Linked DNA regions of Capra hircus: region 1 is linked to region 2. Evidence: chromatin contacts called from public Hi-C data. All regions are on one chromosome and are shown on one strand. Each heading gives the region's core, a stretch centred on a gene start, on an enhancer-like site or on the middle of the called end of the contact. The rest is flanking DNA. Distances are from core to core; before and after follow the strand shown.

Evidence for each region. Hi-C and Micro-C count contacts between places; a contact is called where the count stands out from the background.
Region 1: a Hi-C map of blood shows a contact between it and region 2, with 8 times the contacts expected there. The contact joins the enhancer-like site here to the promoter of LOC102172184 in region 2. A contact is called at or near these places in 2 of 5 Hi-C or Micro-C datasets (both in blood).

What each region holds. Positions count from the first base shown.
Region 1 is chr18:51,760,899-51,766,105 of ARS1.2, forward strand. No RefSeq gene overlaps it. Among named protein-coding and RNA genes, the nearest start is that of LIPE, 16 kb to the right of the region's middle. Within about 2 kb of position 3,488, at least 1 of the 5 cell types and tissues checked has an H3K27ac peak or open chromatin away from gene starts, as enhancers often do.
Region 2 is chr18:51,707,821-51,713,404 of ARS1.2, forward strand. It overlaps LOC102172184 (carcinoembryonic antigen-related cell adhesion molecule 6), which reads left to right and starts at 3,667. Exons shown (of 7, transcript XR_001919501.1): 1 at 3,667-3,851; 2 at 4,739-5,098.

The sequences.
Region 1 (5,207 bases), core at 2,238-4,737, 53 kb after region 2:
TTCACTGTGGACTGAGTAGCTTAAGGGACTCTGGACTCAGGGGAACTTGGGCTGGGTCTGGAGGGTGGGGTAGGATTTGTGTTGATGGAGGGCAGGGCGGAGAAGGAGCATGGAGCTAACTGGGTAGGGATTTCTGTGGCAGGGCCATGAATTGCTCATTTTTATGTTCCTGAATTTATGCAGGGCCTGGCACTTTGTGGATACTCTGCAAATGTTTCTTGAGTTGAATGATATTTTTGTAAGCCTTTATCTAGGCCTGCTATGTTAGAAAGCATCTGAGGGTGCAGTCCATTACCAGTAAAACACTTTTCGATAGAAGGTCACGCACACATGTGGAGCCTGAGGGGGTGCTTTATTTAGTTTCCCATCGAGTCCTCGGTAGTCAGGGTTAGCAAGTGTTAATGTTCCGCACCCTTGGTGTTTGTTCCAAGTAATATTGTTACCAACCAGGATTCTTGGCCTCCTTAATCAATGGAAATTGAGCAGAGGCCAGATAAGAAACTCAGGCAAGGTTTTATCAGGACCCTTGCTATAGCAGCAGGGAGCAAGAACAAACAACAAGTTCCCTTGCTTGCTCACTGCCTGAGGTGGGTGAGCTGGTTTCTTATATGAGGTGAAGTTAGAGGCATGTCCAGGGGTCCAGCTTGAGGGATGGCTGAAGTGGTTTGCCCACCTTTTAGGCGGTATCATGTGCAAGGGGTATTCACAGTACCCGGTTTAAGCTCCAGGGTCTTCAAAAACAGCAGTTGGGTTTTTTAGTCTCTTCATATCTTTTGTCCAGAATTTGCCCCAACTGCACATGCGCACAGCTTTTCATCCTATATAGTTTCTTTGGGGCTCCCCTGGCGGCTCAGATGGTAAAGAAGCTGCTTGCAACGCAGGAGACCTGGGTCGCATCCCTGGGTCAGGAGATCCCCTGGAGGAGGGCATGGCAACCCACTCCAGCATTCTTGCTTGGAGATACCATGGACAGAGGAGCCTGGTGGGCTACAGTCCATGGGGTCACAAAGAATCGCACACAACTGAGCAACTAAGCACAGCACAGCATAGCTTCTCTGGGGCTTCCCTGGTGGCCCAGAAGGTAAAGAATTCGCCTGCAGTGAAGGAGACCTGGGTCCCATACCTGGGTCAGGAAGATCCCCTGGAGGAGGGCATGGCAACCCACTCCAGCATTCTTGCCTGGAGAATTCCATAGACAGAGGAGCCTGGTGGGCTATAGTCCATGGGGTCTCAAAGAGTCAAACATGACTGAGCGACTAACATTTTCGCTTTCCACTTCAGTTTCTTTGTATTTTGTTGCCCAGAGAGAGGTGTATCCAGATGCAAGCACTGCAGCAAAGGGTCCCAGGGCCCAGCCCCAGTATCACTTCCTTCTTTCATCTTGGACTGATTCCAAACAAGATCTCACATCAAGAGCCACAGAAGCCTGGGCAAACACAGTCCCTGCTGTGGCTCTTGCTTCTCAAACCCCCTTGGACCAGCCTTGAGGGTCTTCCACCAGCCCAGGTCCCTCTGCTTTAGGCAGGAACCAAGAGGCCACAGCCACCTGCCTGAGCACCAACAAGGAGGACTGCTTAGACCCAGTGCCCCAGGGCAGGGTTCTGGACAGGAGAGAAGAGCCTCTCCTCCATCCTCTCTGCTTCCCTCCTTATGCGGCCACAGACTTGGAGGACGCTGTCCACAGTAGAGACACCACGATGTCTGGAACTGTGCTGAGGCTGGGAGCAGGGAGGACAGAGGCGAGACAGGCCGTGTCACCCTCTTTGCCAACCCTTAGGCCTCACTTTTCCTGCCAGACACTGAGCTAGAAAACATCACTCAGACGTATAAGGAAATTCAAGCAAGCCAGAAGAAAACCCAGCACGTTGCAGGGTTGGGGGGGCGGGAGGGAGGGGACGAGTACAGCGGCCAGGTTACCAGTCACCCTCTTGTGTTCCTAGGAAGGCTTCATTCTTTTGTTTGGCCAGTTTTGCCTCCCGGATTCCCATAAAACACAAGGTCCAACCTGTTACCTAACAAGGCCAAGCACCACTCGGCCCTTCCAGCCCTTTAGTGGAAATGCTGGCTTGGGAGTAAAGCCCAGACCCGACCCCACTCCCCCAGCCACATACCACGCACAGCCTGAACAGCCAAGAGAAGTGGACACCCTCTCACTGGTAACCTGACACACACTCTTCAAATGACGCGCAGCAGCATTGACAGGTGAAATGAAGGTTCTAATCTCTTCCCTCTTCCTGTTGCTGCCACTAATGCTGATGTCCACAGTCTCAAGCAGCTCTGCTGCTGCTGCTAAGTTGCTTCAGTCGTGTCCAACTCTGCGCAACCTCACAGACAACAGCCCACCAGGCTCCCCTGTCCCTGGGATTCTCCAGGCAAGAATACTGGAGTGGGTTGCCATTTCCTTCTCCAATGCATGAAAGTGAAAAATCAAAGTGAAGTCACCCAGTCGTGTCCGACTCTTAGCAACCTCATGGACTGCAGCCTACCAGGCTCCTCTGTCCATGGGATTTTCCAGGCAAGAGTACTGGAGTGGGTGCCATTGCCTTCTCCGCTCCAGCAGCTCACACACAGGTAAAAAAAAAAAAAAAAGTCCACTCTATGAAAGATAGAAAGGGGGGAGAAACGTGGCCAAACAGGAAAGAGCATGACCGCACACGCGGTAAAATGTAGCCTCTGCAGGCTACAGGGATTAGCGGTGAGTTAATCTGTCTGGACGCCTGTTTCTTTGTTTACAAAAATGAATGAACTGAATGTAAACCCTAAGAATGTCGTGAAGTTAAAGGAGCCCGTGTGTATGGAGTGTCTGCAAGGGTAGCTGGCGGGAGAGGACCTTACCTCTCCCCCAAGTCCCTGTCCGGGGGTATTGACTGTCCTGGGGACTGGGCCTGGAGGCCGTGCAGAGAGGGTGTTGAAGGCAAGTTTGTGTCCAATCAGTCAGTCAACCTCGATTATATTCTTCCTAGTACACTAGACGTGCCCCAACAATTCTTAATGCTATTTCATGGTAAGGTGATAAACCAAAAAATCACATCACCAGGTAGTACCTGTGTTCGAAGCTGTGACCACACCAAGCCCTCTTTGAACAGCTCACCTTTAGGAAGCAGATCGTGGGTTAGGAGCTCCAAATCCACCCCACTGTACCTTATAGCCGGAGTGGCCCAGCCCTTAGCAGAACAACTGTGCAGAAGGGACCCCCTCCCCACCTATGTTCCCACTCTAAGTGACCATATCCCCAAGCGCCACTTTGAAGTGAAGCAGCTTTGTTACATACTCAGCATCAAGTGGGTCCTAAAATCAGGAGTCTACCCTACTGCACCCATTTCCAGCATCTTCTCTCTTATAGAGTTCTGTGGAAGCCGCTGGGCCCCATGGCCCGGCGGGGGAGGCCCTAGACCAGCATTCTGGGAGGGAAGCCTTTTCCACCGCTGTGATGGGCCCCCAGGCTGGAGACCTCAGCCTGGACTCCAAGCTCCAGTCACAGCCGCCTTTCCCGGCCATCCCCCCACACACCCCACGCTAACAAGGGCCCGTGTTCCTCTCAGCCGGAATCTCGGAACCTCGGCTGCTCCCCAGCTGCTCTTGTGTCTTCCCACCAGCTCGGTTCTGCTCCCACAGCCGCCCTGATGTGGCCCAGAGGCAAACGTGAGCCCTCCCTCCCCTGCACAAGCTCGGCCCCGACTGGACTCTCTGCACAGTCCGCGTTCCACCTTGAGTTGAGTGTCAGTGTGTCTCCTACCCAACCGCTCCCTTCTGTGCTATAACCTTGCCACTGGCACAGCCTGGTGTCTTGTTTCCACATCACTCCCATGACCCGGCAAGGTGCTAGGTAAATATATCTAAGTGGAAGAATAAATCCTCAGGTTTCTAAGTTCAAAATTTTGCTCTTAGGAGACTGGCCTCTCTTTACAAGACTTTGGTGGCTCAGACAGTAAAGAATCTGCTTCCAATGCAGGACACCTGGGTTCGATCCCTCTGTCAGGAAGATCCCCTGGAGAACACAATATTACCCACTCCAGTATTCTTGCCTGGGAAATCCCATGGACAGAGAATCCTGGTGGGCTACAGTCCATGGGGTCGCAAGAGTCAAACACTATTGAGCGACTAACACTTTCACTTTCAGGAGACGGGACACCCTGGTTTCATAGCAGCTCTGCTGACATTAGAGCTTAATAATTCTCAGTTGTCAGGTGGTGGGGTGGTCTGGTAACATGTTTTTAGCAACATCTGAGTGGCCTCTACCCTCTAGAAGCCGATTAGCGGCCTCTCCCTGCCCACCCCCCAGTTAATACAGCCAAAAATATCTCCAGACAAGGCCAAATGTTCCCTGCAGGGGGATCCAGTCCCCAGTGGAGCCACTGCTCTCTACCAATAATTCTCAAACACGGCGACATGTTTAGACTCACCTGGACCTTCAGACTCAGGCTTGAATTCAGGGGTACCGAGATCCAGTTCCTGGCTCCATCACTTACCTTGCAACCCTGGACAAAATGCTTAACATTTTAAAATTATTTATTATTTATGTCATTTATTTTTGACTGCACTGGGTCTTCGTTGCTGCGCATGGGCCTTCTCTTATTGCCAGGAGTGGGGGCTACTCTCTGGTTGCGGTGCATGTGCTTCTCATCGTGGTGGCTTCTCTAGTTGCAGAGCAGGGGCTCTAGGGCGCGTGGGCTCCGCAGTTGTGGCTCACGGGCTTAGCTGCTTCGTGGCATGGTCTTCCCTGACCAGCGATCAAACCAGTATCCCCTGCACTGGCAGGCGGATTCTTAACCAGTGGACCACCAGGGAAGTCTGGATGCTTAACATTTTTAAGCCTCAGTTTTAGCATCTTAAAATGAATAAAATACCACTTGGCTTATACAACTGTTGTGAGAAGTAAACACTCAATAATGTGAACTTACTAAGGGTTCAGCAAAACTGAGGAAAGTGTTGGTCACTCAGTCCTGTATGACTTTGCGACTTGAGTAAAGTAGCCACTAAGACACAAGAACGACGAGTTGGGGAAAGCTCACTGAGCCACCCCGAGTCCTTGCAGTCCAAACCAGTCAATCCTAAAGGAAATCAACCCTGAATATTCACTGGAAGGGCTGATGCTGAAGCCCCAATACTTTGGCAATCTGAGGAAAAGAGCCAGTTCATTGGAAAAGACCCTGATGCTAGAAAAGATTGAAGGCAGGAGAAGGGGACGACAGAGGATGAGATGGTTG
Region 2 (5,584 bases), core at 2,417-4,916:
TCACTAAGTCGTGTCTGACTCTTTTCCCCATACTCGTCCTCTTGTCCCCATGCCTCTTTCCATCTGGCTGTTCCCAAATTATCCATGCATGCATGCAAAGTCACTTCAGTTGTGTCTGACTCTTTGTGACCCTATGGACTGTGGCCCGCTGAGTTCCTCTGTCCATCCACGGGATTCTCCAGGCAAGAATACTGGGATGGGTTGCCATGCCCTCCTCCAGGGGATCTTCCTGACCCAGGGATCGAACCTGCATCTCTTAATGTCTCCTGTATTGGCAGGTGGGTTCTTTACCACTAGCACCACCTGGAAAGCCTGTTCCTGAGTTATATCTTTCAATAAGAATCCCAAGACGTCCCTGGTGGTCCAGTGGTTAAGAATGAGTTGAACATGAGTTCAATCCCTGATATGAGAAGATCCCGCATGCCTCAGAGCAATTAGACCTGTGTGCCTCAAGTCCCGAAGCCCGAGTGCCTGGAACCTGTACTCCGCAACAAGAGAAGCCGCCACAGTGAGAAGCCCGCATACCACTAGAGAGAGGCTGTGCACTGCAACAAAGGCCCAGCACAGGCAAAAATCAATTAACAGAGAAGTGGTAGCCCAGATACCATTGATCCCTCTCCTGTTGCATGGGCTCTCTCTCTGAGCCACACCTGTGCCCCCCTACCAGGGAATTCCCGCTAATCAATAAATGGAAAGAGAGAAAACTTGCGACTAGTTTACAGAGAGTTCTGCTTGATATGCAGACACCACGTGAAAGGGAAAAACTGCAGCACGCTAGACCCTTTCTGAAACTTCCCTGAAAGCCCGAGTGAAGAGAAATCCTCTGCGGGGGCCAGGGGCAGAAGAAGGAACTTCAGGCAGGGCACCTGACTGTCCATTTCACTTGCAAAGAGAAATGGCCAGAGGTGTGATTATACACTGATTCACGGGCTGTGGCCAATGGCTTGGCTGGGCCGTCAGGGATTTGGTTGAGAACATGACTGGAAAATTGGTGTCAAGGAGATCTGGGGAAGAAATACATGGATAAACCTCTCTGAATGCTCACCATTCACCTCAGCAGAAGAGATTTAAATAATCAAGTGGATAGAATGACCTGTTCTGTGGACATCCGTCAGCCTCTCTTTTTTTAACATTTATTTACTTATTTTTGGCTGCGCTGGGTCTTCACTGCTGTGCGCGGGCTTTCTCTAGTTGCAGTGAGTGGGGGCTACTCTTCTTTGCAGTGGCTTCTCTTATTGCAGAGCACAAGCTCTAGGGTGTGCAGTCTCCAGTAGTTGCAGCCCATGGGCTCTAGAGCCCCGGGTCAGTAGCTGTGGCACATGGGCTTAGTTGCCCCTGTGGCATGTGGGATCTCCCCAGACCAGGGATTGAACCCACATCCCCTGCGCTGGCAGGCGGATTTTCAACGGCAGGGCCACCAGGGAAGCCCCAGTCGGCCTCTTTCCCCAGCTACCCCTGCCTTCGACTGGTAGGCCCTTGAATGTAGTGGCCACGGCGGCGAGGATGGAAGTCATACATGGGCTCAGCAACACGGACTTCCACTCACCAAGGCTGACCTGGCTACAGCCGCCGCTCAGGGCCCAGTCTGTCAGCCCCCAGACCCGCCGGGCCTTAGGTAGGGCACTGCTCCGCAGGGTGATCAGCCAGTTACCTGGCGGCAGGCTGATTTCAGTGAACCATCTCTGTGATAAAAGGGCAGCATTCTGTTCTTACTGGGACAGGCAGGTACTCTGGATACAGATCTGCCTTCTCTGCAAGCAAATGTCTCGGCCCAAACTACCATCCATGGCTGCCTTGGTGGTCCAGAGGTTGGGAATCCACCCACCAATGCAGGAGACACGGGTTTGATCCCTGGCCCCGGGAAGCTCCCACACGCCTCAGAGCAACTAAGCTCATGTGTTACAGCTGCTGAGCCCTAGAGCCACAACTGCGGAAGGCCGCATGCCCTAGAGCCTGTGCTCCACAGCAAGAGAAGGCACCGCACCGCTCGGAAGGGCAGCCCTGCTCACCGCAACTAGAGAAAACCTGAGTGCGGCCGCAAAGACCCAGCGCAACCAGAAGTAGAAAAACAATTATTATTTTTTAATAATAATAATAAGGAACTTCAGACAGGGAACTCCGCAACAAGAGAGGCCACCACAATGAGAAGCCCACGCACGACAACTAGAGAAAGGCCGTGCGCACGATGTTAGGCACAACAGCGTGGTGTGGGGACTGCTGCATTTCCTCCCTTGTCCACCAGAGGGCAGCAGAGTTACTCCACAGCCTCGAGTCTCCCCAAGGGCCTCAGATCTCCCTCCGCCCAGCAGAGTTGGACCCTCACCGGTGTCACTTCAGTTCACAGTCCTCCTAGCCGCCCACACTGGACTCCATCACCTCCTCCATCCAGCCAGGAGAGGGCCCACTTCACACCATTAGGAACTACCATTCCTTCAGGTCTTCAGTGTGTGTCCCTGGAAGTGGTGGCCCCACTAGACCCCCAAGGAGAAAGAAGGATCCCTCTCACCAGGCATTATTCACGCCCCCTTTCCAGCCCCTCAGTCCTTTTCTTTCGGTGGGAATAGAACACAACCTTCTCACAGCCTTTGAGAACCCTGGGAAGACCCTCAACGTGACAGTGGAGTCTGACTCTGCGACCCCATGGACTGTGGTCCGCCAGGGTCCTCTGTCCATGGGATTCTTCAGACAAGAATACTGGAGTGGGTTGCTGTGCCCTCCTCCAGGGAATCTTCCCCACCCAGGGACTGAACCCTGGTCTCCTGCATTGCAGGCGGATTCTTTACCAGCTGAGCCACCAGGGAAGCCCCCAGTGTTACAAAGGGAAATAATATCCTGGTTTGGAGACCCCAGGGAGTCTGTGTTGTGCTGACAGACCCCAGACCAGAACACGGCAGAGGCCGGCACTGGGGGGGTGGGTGGGCCTCTTGGTTGACTTGTCACCATCAGCCTTCCTGTTCAAAGTGTGCCCCACCGTCCAGTATGGCCAGCATCACCCGAGAGCTTGTTAGATGCAGACTCTTAGGTCCACCGCACACCTGCTGAGTCAGGCTCTGCATTTTAATAGTATCTGCAGACCCTCCCTGTGCATAGAATTTTGGGAGAGGCTGCTCCCACCCCACATTCTGGAGTCTCAGCCATGCTGGGCAACCACGTAACCTGTGCGGCTGCTGAAGCAGCTTTTCTTAGGTGCCTCCTGGGTTCAAAGTCTTCACGAAGCTCCACAGGTGATTCCCATGCACCATGGGGATAACGTCCCTGTGACAAGAGTTCCTGATGCACCTCCTCCCCACCCCCCAGGCTCCTGCTCTGAAGGGGAAAGAAAGCCAGAAGGGGAAGATGAGACTGGAGACTGTGGAAGTGGGGAGGCTGACTGTGCACCCCCCAACTGAGACCTATGGCGGAACGCCCAGGACACTGAGCCCCGGGGTGGTGCTCTCCCCAACAACGGGGGAAATTGTGTATGTGTGTGCGTGTTTAGGGTGAGAAGTCAAGCTGCAAAAGGCAGAAACAGCCGCAGTTTGCAGGCAAATGAAATGTAACAGAAAGGGAAGAGGGAAGAAGAGAGAAGGCAGGCGGGAATGAGAGGGGAGGGGAGAGTGTGGGCTCCGGGTAGAGACCCCGCCCCATGGGGCTGGGCCACGTGACCCAGCGAAGTGCTCCTGCCCCGGCAGGCCCAGCACACAGAGGGAAGGATAGCAGAGCTCACACAAGGACTGCAGGGCTTGTGAGCGTTTCTGGAGAGGAAGTTCTCCTCACAGAGAGAGGGACACAGCAGACAGCAGGCACCATGGAGCCCCCGTCAGGCCCTGCAAGCAGGCGGCATGTCCCCTGGAGCAGGCTCCTGCTGGCAGGTGAGAGGGGACAGTTTTCAGGGAGGGGGCAGAGACTGGAGAACGAGAGCCTGGCTGGTCCCTGGGGGAGACGGGGCTCTGAGAGGGGACAGAGGGCTTCTGTTCAGACCTGAGGGCAGAGGACAGAGGACCAGGGGAGAGGGGGCTCAGCCACAGGGGACTCTGCATGAGCTAGAGCTGGTGAGGGGCAGGAAGACTCAACTGCTGTAGGTTTTATCAGTTATTCTTCACTGAGCAGTGATTGTTGAAAACTGATGATGATAATAATAATTTATGTCTGGGTGTCACTACAGAAAAACACATAACCGGGACAGTAAACACTGTCCTTACGCGGCACCCTTAGAAACTGACAAAACCAGGCTGTGGAATTCCTGGGAACTCTCCTTCCTTCATCCCCAGGTACTAATGTCTGGAGCCTGGTCCAGGCCCTGGGTTTCAAGCAGGATCAGACAAGCCCCTGCCCTCACGGAGCCCGCGCTCTGTGGGGAGGAAGACAGACAAGCAGAGAGATGGAGAGTGTGCTGGCAGGTGCTCCAGGCGTCACGCATGAACCGGAGCGGGGAAGGGTCAGCAGTGAGCACGGAGGGTCTTTACAGCAGCTGGTCGTTGTGGGGTCATCTCCCAAGAGGCCCCTGAGTGTGAGCAGGCGTGTGAGGGCAGCGAGGGGGTGAGCCAGGGACAGCTGGGGAAGCAGAGGAAAAAACGAGCCCAGAAGGGCTGAAGTGACGGGGGTCATGCTGCTGACCTTGAACCACACACACACAAACATGCACACACACCCACACTAAGGCTGAGGGATGAGGAGACCAGCTCAGGACCCAGGGCACCATTTTCCCATCCCCCACACAGGTCACAATATTAACCGATTTCTCTCTCTTCCCTCCTAGTCTCACTCTTAACTTTCTGGACCCCACCCACCACTGCCCAGCCTACTATTGAAACGGTGCCCCCCCTTGCTGCAGAAGGGTCCGATGTTCTTCTACTTGTCCGCAACGTGTCAGAGAATCCTCTAGGCTATGGCTGGTACAGAGGAGAAAGGGTAGAAAACACCCAGCTAATTGCATCATATAGGGTAGACACTAATGCAACTACCAATGGGCCTGTGTACAGCAGACGGGAGACACTTTACCCCAACGGAACCCTGCTGATCCGGAACGTCACCCAGAAAGACACAGGATCCTACACCCTGCTCGTTACAAAGAAGGATTTACAGACAGAAAGACAGACTGGACACCTCCACATACACCGTGAGTGCTTCCTCTCTGACCTCGGGGTGTTGGGTGAGGTGAATTCTGTTCACACTCCGCAGGACTAACAGACCCGGATGGCGCCTCCATCTCCCTCTACGTTATGTCCCGTATTGGGGTTTGAACATTCAGTGCAGGGCACACACTGTGGAGACAAACTCCAAAGGGTCCGACTTCCACTCTGGGGATCTGGGCCCTGCAGACACTGCAGAAAGGAGGCCGGTCTGACGGGAGGGGCTCAGCAGAGGGAGAGCACTCTCAGTCCAGCCCCCCCGGCTCCCTCCCTGCGACCATGACCCTGAGGAAGATCCTGCAGGACCAGCAGGGCCCTGGCCTGAGGGACCCTGACAGAGCAGCTCAGGCCCACGGGGAAGCCCCTTCCAGACCCCGTCCCAGGGTTCCAGCTCCAGCGACTGTGGGGAACCTGTGCCGCTGGTGGGTGTTGGCCTCCCAGGCAGGGCTGACTGGGGCGGATGATTCCCCAGA